Linked DNA regions of Mus musculus: all the other regions are linked to region 4. A link is a contact called in public ChIA-PET, Hi-C and HiChIP or PLAC-seq data. All regions are on one chromosome and are shown on one strand. The core of a region is the stretch at or near the end of the contact, and the rest is flanking DNA. Distances in the headings are between cores, read along the strand shown. Region 1 has its middle 25 kb from the start of Gm23460. Region 2 overlaps Inpp1 (inositol polyphosphate-1-phosphatase). Region 3 overlaps Hibch (3-hydroxyisobutyryl-Coenzyme A hydrolase). Region 4 holds the start of Nemp2 (nuclear envelope integral membrane protein 2).

Region 1 (2,712 bases), core at 91-2,590, 210 kb before region 4:
GTGGGAGAACTGGGTTCTGATGTTGCCAAGTGGCATTGGTTTCTGTTGCTTATGTTCTTCAATTTGCCTCTCACCATCTGGTTATCTCTGGTGTTAACTGGCCTTCCTGTCTCTGACTGGAGCCTGTCCCTCCTGTGAGCCTGGTTATGTTGGGCCTCCTTGAGCCAGGCTGTCTCTAGGTATGGGATGGAGTTTGGAGGGCCTGATCTCTGAGGCTGGCTGTGTCAGAAATCCTTGAAGACACACTGTTTCTGGCTATGGGCAGGGTTGGGATGGGGGCTGGAGTACAGGATCTGGTTCCAGGCTTGATTCAAGCCAGAAGAAATGTGTGTCTCCTGCTGGTGTGTGTGTGTGTGTGTGTGTGTGTGTAGTTCCTAATTCCTCTGGTCCCCAGGGGTGTCTCAGTTAGGCCAGGTATTGGGGGTGGGGCCTGGAGCCTCACTTGTGATTCTGTGTATGTCAGGACTCCTGGGGGAGGTCAAGCTATCTGTGGGGGTGGGTTGGGTGGGGGAAGGCTAGAGCACACAGAATCAGCTCCTAGGTGCAGTTGCAATCCAGAAGAAATGTATGTCTCCAGCTTGGAGGAGTTCCTGCTTCCTCTGGGCCCTGGGGCACAGGGTCCCAGTTAGGCCAGGTATTGGGGTGGGGGCTGGTGCCTCACCAGTCATCCTAGGTGAGTCAGAACTCCAGTAAGATGTTTTCTTTATCCCGTTTCTTGTCTAAGATCAGCAGAACAAATGATACAAAGATATAGCATGTGTGTCTATTCTGGAGAGTTAGAAAAAAAATACCCTTTTCCTATTTGCTTTTCAAGATATTCATGACATTTCTAGAAATGTTACTGACCTGATACGATAACCTGTAACTCTATGCCATATTTAAATTCGTTGTGGGAAAACCAAATCCATTTCTACTGACGATGTTCAAACCCTAGTGAGCACTGATTTCTGAGCTCTGTTTTGCAGTCCAAGGTCCCAACCTCAGAAGTTCTAGGTCATCTTCTCAGAACCACGTGCACTACACAGTGCACAAGAATGGCCATCATAGCGTATGACCAGCCTTCTTTTCCCTCCCCTAGAGTCATGTGCAAGTGGAGCAGATGAGGCAAAGGTTTGTGTGTAGAGTGCCTGGGTAGGCATAGGATTTTCCAGCATTCCTAGGGAAGGCTGAAGCAACTGCACATTTTTCTGCCCCATTTGTTTTCATCATCATTGAAATGAAATTCCCGTCAGAAAAGCAGGTGCATCTATTTTTAAGCCTTAGATAGTCCTTTCTTTACAGTGGGCAGGTGACTGGCTGGAAATGACTCAGAGCCAGAGTATGAGCTGCAGCCCATCTCCCCTGTGGGTGCATGGCAGGATGCACATGGTGGCTAGTGACGCTCAGCTTGTGTTCACAGTCATTGTGGAAGCTATACCTTTTTAAAGGCTTTCAGTGTAGTGGGTTCCACTAATACTTGTCTGATAAACTGTGCTTCAGAAGTAGACAGAGTACATTAGTACAGGTTTTATAGTTAGTGTAATCACACCACAGTTAAGTATTCCAGATTCTACCCCAATGATTGCTATACAGCAGCAATTTTATTATGGACCCCGTTTCCTCAGTAATTTAAATAGACGTTCTTATTCAAAACTTTTTAATGTTCACTTGCTATATGCTGCTCCAAGAACCCTGGGTTTACCCTTGATGCCAATATGATCACACTCCCCTCAAGTTGTCTGTGTTCTTCTCAGTGTTTCCTTTACAGATCTCTGTTCAGTTTGATCAGTAGTTTGTTGTGACAATGGAGGAGCACAGATTGCCCCACATTTGGTACGGCCATTGCTACTCAGGCTCTACACTATTGGGCTGAATGTCATCTCTAGGAGACAATGTTCAACCTGCTCACAGTCCAGGCAGACTTTCAAGTTTTCCCAATGTTGGGACATTTCAGAAAATACACTTTAAACACAGAACAATCCACCAAAGTCTTGAGAATCTGCCTCCATAAGCTGCATTCTTTCATAAAAATAAAACTCAGGGGGCTGGAGAGATGGTTCCGTGGATAAGAATATTTGTTGCACAAGGATGACAACCTGCATCTGACCTCTCAGCACACACGTAAAACAGCTGGGAGTGGCTGTGTTCACCTGTCAGAGGGAGAGACAGGATGGTCACTGGGGCTTACATGGTCACCAGCTGAGCTCCAGGTCCAAAGCAAGGCCATGTCATAAGGAATAAGGCAAAGGGGGATAGAGTGGAATGCTCGATATCTTCTTCTGGCCTCTGTGTGTATATATGTACACTTGTATGCACATATAGCACACACAGACATGCACATGCACAAAACACACACACACACACACACACACACACACACACACACACACACACACACACACACAGAGGCTTCATTTACTTAATATTTGGCTATGGAGGTGCAGCTGAGCCAGAGATTTGCTGTGCTATGAAATTCACCTTTCCTCTGAAAAAGATGACCTTTTGCATTCTGGGCACAAATAAATTGATATTTCCTACCTTTCCTTCTAGTACAGTAAAAAAATTGTCTGATTTGAAGCCAAGAGGTCACATAGGAAAAAAAACCAAACACCCAGAGGGCTGGGGGTAGGTAGAGATGTTGCAGAAAGGGTGCACACACATCATTGTAGACCAACTCATTGGGGTGTGGAATGAAGTTGTTACAAGTTTCCACATCTGGTCTTACCTGGGCCT
Region 2 (2,700 bases), core at 29-2,528, 170 kb after region 4:
AGGTAGTAAAGGGCATGAAAAAATATATAGTCTATGGAGATTTTGTATAATTCATGTATTCTCTTCTCACACTGGTGGTCAAGATTTTACTGAATTCTACAGTAGTCCTCAGGTTTAAAAAGTTCAATAAAGATATTGAAGTGTTTTATATTATTTTCTATCATAAAGTTCCATCCTCCCAAATTTAAAAAAAAAAAAAAGAAGGTGGGGCGAGTTATATAAAAGACGACAGAATGCCCAGTGACACAGACTTAGAAACCATTTCCTATGTTGAAGAACTCAAGCTGTCATGCTGGGCAGCGTCAATTCAGGCAACTTACTCCAGCTCTCTGTGACAGCTTCATCCCAGTAGAACAATGGCTCTAACCTTACAGAATTCTTATAGGGGTAACAAAGTCAAGTCCATGCAGCCTCAGTGAGCACTGCTTGCTGGTGTTACTGCTACGACTCAAGAAGCCTGGCTTTTTCTAGCCATTTCCACACATAGAATCACAATCAGTGTTTGTCATGACCATATTTTTATAGTAGAATAAAGGGAGAGTTCGCCTAATTCCAAGCCCATAACCAAAGCAAAACATTAGATAAATGGTTTAGCTGAGAAGCCAAACACTGCTCTGAAATAAGTGGGTCAGAGCGTGGACACACAGAAGGAAGCGTCAGTGGCCCTCGGGAGCATGTAGCTCAGTGTGCTCTGGTGCAGAGAGCATATATTATTTATTAACAAGAAACCCATCAATAAGTAAGAGGGTCAATACCATATACTCAGGTTAGGAATCTGAGCACTCTCATCCTGTTTGCTTTTCTATACTTCAATGATTTCCTGCAAAGACCATTTTAATACTGTAATAAAAATAAGGCAAGGCTGCAAGGTGTTTGTTTGGACCTAAGAGAACATAAGAGTCAGTAAAAGGCCTGCTGTTTATTCTGAGGGAACCAGAGGAAGCACGGAGGCAGGTGTCCTGCAGCCACCGTGGCCTGACCTCTTACCTTGTTTTCCATGTTCTGTTTTATAACTTCCTGCACCAGCACATCCGCCAGGGTCTTGAAATCTGCAGCAAACTTCTTGTTCTTCTCTGCACCTTTCTTCTCCTCAATGAGCAGCTGGAAGAGGGTCTCCTGCTGCCTGCACGCCCTGGCGATGTTAGCAGCCTTCTCGGAGACACAGAGCAGCTCCAGGAGGATGTCTGACATTTCTAAAGCCTGCTTCTTTCTCAGCCTCACCCACCCTCTGGCTCACAGCTGCAAGAACACAAGAATATGAAAGAGAAAGCAGTTCAGGGATGATGTCAGGGCGTCTCTCCCACTAACACATAGCTGGCAGCAACCTGTCAGGGAAGCTGACCTGCTAGTGAGTCACCGCACATTTTCAGCGTGCAAGACTGCAGTTACAATCTAAAGATTGAAACAAACGTATTTCTCAAAAGTCTTGTAAACCAATTACACTCTTAAAGAAACTGAATGTTCAGTGAAAGAAAAAGAAAAAGCCTTGAATTAGAATTTATGTTACAGGGCCATAGCAAGACAGAGTGTCACGACGTCCGAGGAAAGGCAGATTGCTACAAGGTCCTTAATCATGACACAGCTTTATCTCAATTACATTGACGTAATTCTCTTCTCTGTGAGAATGGTGAGGGATGACAATCATGCTGCCAGATCCATGTGCTAAGTGGATGAGCAGCAGGCATTGTGTCTTCCAGACTCTGAGGCCGGTCTTGGGCAAGCACTATAAAGCAGCTCACAGCCAACTCCACTCAAACATTCCAGGGACATATTCCATCTGCCACCAAGTAGCAGCCTACACACCAAAGCAAGGGGACTTACACCTTGTTGGACTTGAGAAGTTCTGTCTTCTAAGAACCATGTAGTATGCCTACATCATTATTTCTATTCTTTATTTCTTCTCTCTCTCTCTCTCTCCCTCTCTCTCTCTCTCTCTCTTTCTTTCTTTCTTTCTAGACCTGGCTGTCCTGGAACTCATTCTGTAGACCAGGGTAGCCTGGAACTCAAAAGATTCGTCTGCGTCTGCCTCCCAAATGCTAGGGCTAAAGGTGTGTGCACCACACCTGGCTCCTATCTACTGGTGCTGCCTCAAAATGCTTCTGTGGTCCTCTTCCTGTTCAAAGCCTGAGTCGTTCTGCTTCCTCTGTCGTGAGATTACCCTGCCCTGTGTGACATACAGTTTGGAAACGGAAGCTTAGAGGGTTGAGCAACTTCTAAAAAAGGTTACACAAGACTAAAACATGGGGCTCAGAACTGCCCCCACACACCCCACATCAGGTTTCTTTATTATCACAACAGTTTCCTCTATGAAAAGAAGCTTGAGGCTGGGAACCACTCAGCTGTGAAAACACTGATGTGGGGGTGTGGCAAACTGTTAGAGCCTGCTTGTCTTAAGTCTGTTCAAAAAACAATTTTTTTTTCTTCCTGAGGAAATATGTTCCTCAACAGAAATAAAGGAAAGATGACCAACACGGAGAGATGTCCCTTGTCACAACTGCAGTTGCTTTACTGCCAGTGGTCGTCTCTGGAAGGCAGTAGTAGACAGGTGCTAACTCCCTGACACTGGAAACACACAGGCTTCCAGGGAGCTGCTGTCATAACTGTACCAAATCCCACCCAGGGCCCTCTTTCCTCAGTCAGTAACCTTAAGTCTTTCCCTAATCTCTGGTAAGAAAATAAGAGTTAAAATATCTTCATACA
Region 3 (2,700 bases), core at 12-2,511, 230 kb after region 4:
TGCTTCATGATGGAAAACTTAATTGCTTAAAGCGATGTGTTAACCGAATTGTGGTTTTGCCTACAACATGAATTCTTTAGGTGTGTATGCATTATACATACATCTGTGCCTGTGTGTGCATGTGTGTGACTGTGTGTATGTGTGTGTGCCTGTGTACTTATGACTGTGTATATGAATGCTGGAATACCTGTGACTGCATACACATGTGATATAAAATGTGTGTGTGTGCACGTGTATATCTATAACTGTATGTGTGTGAGACTGTGTGTGTGCATGTTCCTGTGTACCTGTATGTGTGTGCATGAGATACTGTGTGTGTGAGAGAGACTTTGTGTGAATGTGTGACTATGTACCTGTATGTGTGGCACATGTTTGTCTGTGTGCGTACCTGTATGCCTTTGCCTATGTGTGTGTGCACCAAATGCCTGTGCCTGTGTGTGTTATACTTGTGTTTGTGGTGTGTGTGTATACATATGTACAACTGCATGTACACTAAGAGTCAAACCTGAGTCTCATACATGCCTGTGCTCAATCTCTTAATGAGTGTACCATGAATATTGTAAAATTATTGTTCATTTCCCCCAGGGGGCCTTTTCTTTAGAGTAGGGCTACAATCTTGTCAGGCTCCTTATTGGAACACCAAATGCTTTGATTGAGGTTAGCTGCTTTGAGTTGTGAGCAGTTTTTGAAAATGAGTTGTTCTAGTTTGAGTCACTGTTCTGTGATGAAACGCTGTTACCAAAACAACTTACAGGAGGAAGGGCTTATTTTAGCCTATGGTTCTGGGGGAGAGTCTGAGACAGGGAGGAATGGTAGTAGGCAGCCAGAGCAGGGCACTGAGAGAGCTGGGGTTATCTCCATCTTTAAGTGGGGTGAGGCTGTCCCAGTGATTATAACTCTCAGGCCCTCTCCAAACAGCACCACAACCCATGGCCAAGTGTTCAGATAGCTGAGCCTACTGGGGACATTTCTAACATAAATACCACCCACAACTGACTTTATAGTCTTCTTTAGACACAGTAGAAGTTCCATAATTGTTCTAGCGTATATGTACAAAACAATGCATGTGATTTCTAGAAAATTCTACAATAAGTAGATACTTTAAAGGTGAATGTAATTTAATTTTAATTTATATGTAACTAGGTGATTTATATAAAATTAGCTTAAAATAAAATTAGAAGGAACCCTGAGGAAGTTTGGGGGTGAAGTTAGAGTCTGAGAGTTGGTAGGGAAGCCTTTAGCTCAGCAAAGGGCAACAGATAAGGGTTTTCCCCTTCAGGAACTATCCCTCATTTGCATCATAATAGCAGTCTCAACAGATCTTTCTTAGGAGACTCTAGTTGGCCCTTGGTGTCTGACATTCTGCCTTATGGATTCAACTTACTATAGATGGGAAATATTTGGGAAAAATTTTGTACCAAATAGGTACAACCTTTTTGTCTTCTCTTTCTCCTCTAGATGCCATGTGGCAACAGTTTACGCTAGGTGTTATAGATCACCTAAAGGAGACTCACAGTGCATAGTATGATACCATCCCCTCCAAGAAACTTGGGCATCTGTGGATTTTGGTGCCTGGGTCAGTTAGTATGCCACAGTGGCCACAGAATTTGGAGTGATACTTACATGTACTGTCCTCTTAAATGACACAAACATTGGATCAGGTACAGGGAAGTGGCTGTGAAACTTCCATGCTCTCTTGGCTGTGTGAAACTTCCTCATGGGGATCTATTAAATCTCGAATTTCAGAGCTCAGAGCAAAGCACAAACATAAACCAATGGCATTGTTCAGGATATATTCTCTTGATAAATTATCTGTAATTATTCTGGAGCCTTTGGATTTTCTGAAGACTTCATTATGTAAGCATGAGTTTAACTTAGAATGACATGCAGAAATGTGATTGGTGAATAGGTCTAAGCTAATGCAAGTAACCAAGTGGGACACTGCTTCCTCTGCTCATTTTTTTCCTCTGAAGTCTGGAAGAGGACTCTTCAAATGAGGGTCTTGTGATACAGGTCAGAATGTCTCTATAACCAGCTCTAAGTAGTGGGAGGGAAAGAACAGAGACTGTGACCTGCTTTGAGCAGAGAGGTTCTAGTGTTTGTGACCTACTTTGAAAAGGGACTTAAGGAGCCAGAAACTGTGGGTGAAAGATCAGATTGTGTGTGTGTGTGTGTGTGTGTGTGTGTGTGATGTACTTACAAAAGAATTTTTCTTTGAAAATTTGACATTGGATCATGGGTCTCTGCCAAAGGGTAATGTGTCACCAACATGGGTAACTTCAAACATTAAAGCCATCTGACAGTTCCCCTGCTTTCAGCACTTAATGATATCTGAGACTGTATTGACCAGAAGCCGTCTTTATGATTTGTAGTTGCTCTTGCCTTCATTTTCTTCTCTTTTCCTCCTTCCTTAGCACTCTCAGAAGCTAAAAAAGCAAGACAGAATTTAACTCAAGATTTATTCAGAGAAGAATACATCTTGAACAATGCAATTGGTATGTGTGTGATCTGCTCTGAGCTTTGAACATGGAATCCAGAGATGGAACGGCACTGTAGTCTGTTAAAATGCAACCAATAGGCACTCTTTATGGAAACATTCCTACTGATCATACTGATAAAATTATTTTCTTTGTTATAGAATAATTATATTGTCTTTGTTAAAATCAATTGAAAATATGGATTCTTGATCATTTAGTTAGC
Region 4 (3,041 bases), core at 530-3,029:
AAATAGCCACCATACCTAAGGATATTAAATATTTATTGACCATTTGTATTTTTACCTTTGAAAACAACCTATTCAATTCATCTACCAATTTAGTAATTAGATGGTTTAATTTTGTTTTGTTTTGTTTTGTTTTTTGATCAGCGCTGCAAACATATGTCTCTGCTTGTTCTCTATCTATTGAAGACAGCTTTAAGAAAGTACATTAGTCATTTGGTGATATGTTTCTTTCAGTTGCTTTCCTTAGCATTATCCCAAATTAACCAAACCAGTTTGAACAGAATTGGAGCAAAAAGTTGCTTTGCAAGAGGCATACCAAGGGGATCCAGGGAAAAAAAATGATAAAGGACAGATTCCAATAATGAAGGTTTATTTTTAAAAATCAGCCCCTAATAATTTCCTTAAAAAAAAAAACTCTGAGCTTTTACAGCCACATACTAGGTATACACATATACGGGGCATTTGGTGAAAGCCTCCTTTAGATAACTCAGAGACATTCTTTCCTATTTAGACCATTAAAAAAAATTGAAGCTGAGTTATTAAAAAAAAAAGATTTCTATTATATCGAGCTTAGTGCTGTTAGTGGAAGACTGGAATTAGAGAAAAGAACACAACTTCTTACTCTAGCTTTGTGTGTGTGGTGGGGCAGGGATGGGGATCAGAGGAAGGTTAAATTAGGTCTCATGTAGCCAGACTAGCCTTGGATCCCCTATGCCACTTAGGCTCACCTTACCCATCATTAACTCTGTTTCTCAAATGGTGGGATTACAGTCCACTACCACCACACTCTTCTGCCCTACTTCAAGTATGAAATAGTAAGTCACACTGAAAGGTTTCCAGAGACCAAAGAAGGCTTGCTCTTAACACAGAATTATCCTGATCATCAATAAACCATAGGGCTCAGAAACTGTGAGTCTCTTTCTAGGACAGACTATTCTCTTGTGGTTGGTGGTGGCTTTCTCTGCTCCCCAGAGTGGTTTACTGTGCAGCATTCCAGTTTCTTGGAGTCTTCTGTCTCAATAGGCTGACTTTAGAGAGCTATCATCTCTGCCAGGTTGGTTATGTTTAGAACACTCACTATATCTTTGAATTTTTAAAAATACAATCTCATTTTTAAAAGAAGGCTTATTTTTTAATTTAAGTGTATGGGTGTTTAGCTTGTGTGTATGTCTGTGTACCATATGTCTGCAGAATTCAGAAGAGGGCAGTTGATTCCATGAAACTGTAGTTACATATGTTTGGGGCTGCTGCCATGTGCACGCTGGGAAACATGGGTTCTCTGGAAGAGCGATAAGTGTTCCTAAGCACTGGACCATCTCTCCAGCCTCCAGATCTCTATTAAAGTAACACTTTATTAATAGTGAACTTATATAACCCTTTTGGGTTTTTTTTTTTTTTTTGAAAGATACTGTGTTCATGAGCTTAGACACAAATTATTTAAGCACCAAATTTCTCAACTTGTTGCTTAAAAAAAAAAAAAGGAAGAGGTGAAAGGAGGGACAAACAAACAAACAAGTCAGGCTTTTGTCTAAGTGGGGCTTGCTGGTCTTATTTCTGAGAGGGTGCATGTGAAGAGCCTGCCTTTCTGAGTGGCCCGCACCAGTGCTCTGAGAACCCTGCGCGGGGCTCCGGCGTGTTTTAAACTGCCCGCCAACTCTGCAAGCTGGCCCAGGAGCAAGAATCGGGAAGGCAGGTGATCGCCCCCTGGAGGCCACTGGGAGAGCCGCTCGGCGGACCGCGGAAGGGCGGGGCCGCAGCCGGCTCCGCCCCTGCAATCCCCTCCCTCCGCTTTCCCGCTCTTGGTCCGCTGCGCCACTTCCGCCGCTCTGGCCGCGATGCTGCCTAGGTTGTGGTGGCTGGTGCTCTGGCTGCAGCCCCTGGCTACACTGCCAGCGAGCGCGGTGCACGACGAGGAGGCAGCGATGTCAGGTAACCCCGGCTCCGGGCGGGGGGGCCTCCTTTCGGCGCCGCAGGGTCACGCGCGGCCGCGGCCAGGCCCCGCCCCTGTCTGCGGGCATCGGATACTTCAGTGTTTTGGTTTGTTCAGGATCACACCGCTGGACAACCGCACAGCTGGCCCTTTGTCTGCAGTTTATGTCTGAAACCTTATTTTATCTGTCTTCAGAAATCTCAGGAAACTCAAGGCTAGAGAAGGATAGAAGCTTCAGAAAGGAACCGAAATTCTGTTTCTGATTGGCTGCTGTGACCTGGGTAGCTGGTCATATGCAAAATACTGCTGATGCTCCAGCATTGAACCAGGTGCACAGGAAGTCTCAGTGAGCTACTCAGACTGTTTGGGGTGCTTAAGATTCTGGCTCAGAAAGCTGTAGCAGCAAAACGCAGTCTCCACGAGTTTAACATTTATTTCTACCATTCACTACATCCTTCAAAAGATTGCTTGTTTGTATTCTTCATTACATGGTCACTTACAGACTCAAGGGAGGCTGTCAAGATACAGACTTTCAATTGGATAATATTCCGACACCGACAAAGTTAGTAGGGTGTCTAAGACTGAAAGAGAGAATGGATGTTCAGTAAGCAGTTATTAGCTTCTGTCACACCTTGTGCCCATACTGGTATCTTGCAGTGAGTTACACCTTAGGGGACGGTCTGTGGTCAGCTTTTCATTGAACAGGAATGTGTTAATTAACTATTTTGTGCTATGCAGGGCTGATTTGCTCTAACTGCATTGTCTTATACTGATTATTCATATATGCCCATTTTACATGCTAGAGAACAAAGAATTGGTAGTAAATATAATAGGTACTTGTGAAAATATAAAACAGTTTGAGGAGGAGGGCTCCTGGGCGTGGCAGCAGAGGGGTAGAAGTAGTTATATAGATTCAGAATCTTGGGCTCTAGTGCAGTTGTTGATTTAACCTGTAGGTGTCGTATTCTCCAGGGCACACAGGTATTATTTCTGCTCCTTTTATTTGCTTCAAGGAACTCAGTTTTTCAAGTTTTGCTGCTGTATGGGTCACCATATAGCCCTAGCAGATCTGGAGATTTTTACATAGACCAGGCTGGCCTTGGCTGTACAACAT

What was found. HiChIP or PLAC-seq counts read pairs in DNA pulled down with a chosen protein or histone mark. Hi-C and Micro-C count contacts between places; a contact is called where the count stands out from the background. ChIA-PET counts read pairs in DNA pulled down with a chosen protein or histone mark.
Region 1: a RAD21 HiChIP or PLAC-seq map of pro-B cells shows a contact between it and region 4, with 7 times the contacts expected there. The contact joins the enhancer-like site here to the promoter of Nemp2 in region 4. A contact is called at or near these places in 2 of 15 datasets of contacts at CTCF or cohesin (large pre-B cells and pro-B cells), 2 of 484 Hi-C or Micro-C datasets (the HL-1 cell line and bone marrow-derived macrophages), 11 of 115 datasets of contacts at active chromatin or transcription factors (bone marrow-derived macrophages, cardiomyocytes, embryonic forebrain and 6 more) and 1 of 9 other capture datasets (pancreatic islet).
Region 2: an RNA polymerase II ChIA-PET map of effector CD8 T cells shows a contact between it and region 4, with 88 read pairs. The contact joins the enhancer-like site here to the promoter of Nemp2 in region 4. A contact is called at or near these places in 8 of 39 promoter capture datasets (the C10 cell line, the HPC-7 cell line, the SN4741 cell line and 4 more), 2 of 15 datasets of contacts at CTCF or cohesin (large pre-B cells and pro-B cells), 45 of 484 Hi-C or Micro-C datasets (the BV-2 cell line, the C10 cell line, CD4 T cells and 32 more), 7 of 115 datasets of contacts at active chromatin or transcription factors (DN3 thymocytes, the HPC-7 cell line, bone marrow-derived macrophages and 3 more) and 4 of 9 other capture datasets (adipose tissue, embryonic stem cells, liver and 1 more).
Region 3: a Hi-C map of the MNK3 cell line shows a contact between it and region 4, with 4 times the contacts expected there. The contact joins the enhancer-like site here to the promoter of Nemp2 in region 4. A contact is called at or near these places in 4 of 39 promoter capture datasets (the C10 cell line, the HPC-7 cell line, pre-B cells and 1 more), 3 of 15 datasets of contacts at CTCF or cohesin (large pre-B cells, pro-B cells and stem cell-derived epiblast-like cells), 95 of 484 Hi-C or Micro-C datasets (3T3-L1-derived adipocytes, the AML12 cell line, B cells and 61 more), 9 of 115 datasets of contacts at active chromatin or transcription factors (the HPC-7 cell line, acute myeloid leukemia, astrocytes and 6 more) and 3 of 9 other capture datasets (adipose tissue, liver and pancreatic islet).

What each region holds. Positions count from the first base shown.
Region 1 is chr1:52,418,286-52,420,997 of GRCm38.p6, forward strand. No RefSeq gene overlaps it. Among named protein-coding and RNA genes, the nearest start is that of Gm23460, 25 kb to the right of the region's middle. Within about 2 kb of position 1,341, at least 11 of the 459 cell types and tissues checked have an H3K27ac peak or open chromatin away from gene starts, as enhancers often do. A contact at or near this core is called in pro-B cells, where this site is marked.
Region 2 is chr1:52,798,298-52,800,997 of GRCm38.p6, forward strand. Inpp1 (inositol polyphosphate-1-phosphatase) reads right to left here. Exons shown (of 6, transcript NM_008384.2): 2 at 988-1,239. The coding sequence starts at 1,191. Among named protein-coding and RNA genes, the nearest start is that of Inpp1, 18 kb to the right of the region's middle. Within about 2 kb of position 1,279, at least 252 of the 459 cell types and tissues checked have an H3K27ac peak or open chromatin away from gene starts, as enhancers often do. A contact at or near this core is called in the BV-2 cell line, CD8 T cells, DN3 thymocytes and 28 more, where this site is marked.
Region 3 is chr1:52,863,135-52,865,834 of GRCm38.p6, forward strand. It overlaps Hibch (3-hydroxyisobutyryl-Coenzyme A hydrolase), which reads left to right. Exons shown (of 14, transcript NM_146108.2): 5 at 2,415-2,495. Among named protein-coding and RNA genes, the nearest start is that of Hibch, 19 kb to the left of the region's middle. Within about 2 kb of position 1,262, at least 9 of the 459 cell types and tissues checked have an H3K27ac peak or open chromatin away from gene starts, as enhancers often do. A contact at or near this core is called in the MNK3 cell line, Th17 cells, Th2 cells and 1 more, where this site is marked.
Region 4 is chr1:52,628,926-52,631,966 of GRCm38.p6, forward strand. Nemp2 (nuclear envelope integral membrane protein 2) reads left to right here and starts at 1,780. Exons shown (of 9, transcript NM_001142647.1): 1 at 1,780-1,926. The coding sequence starts at 1,833.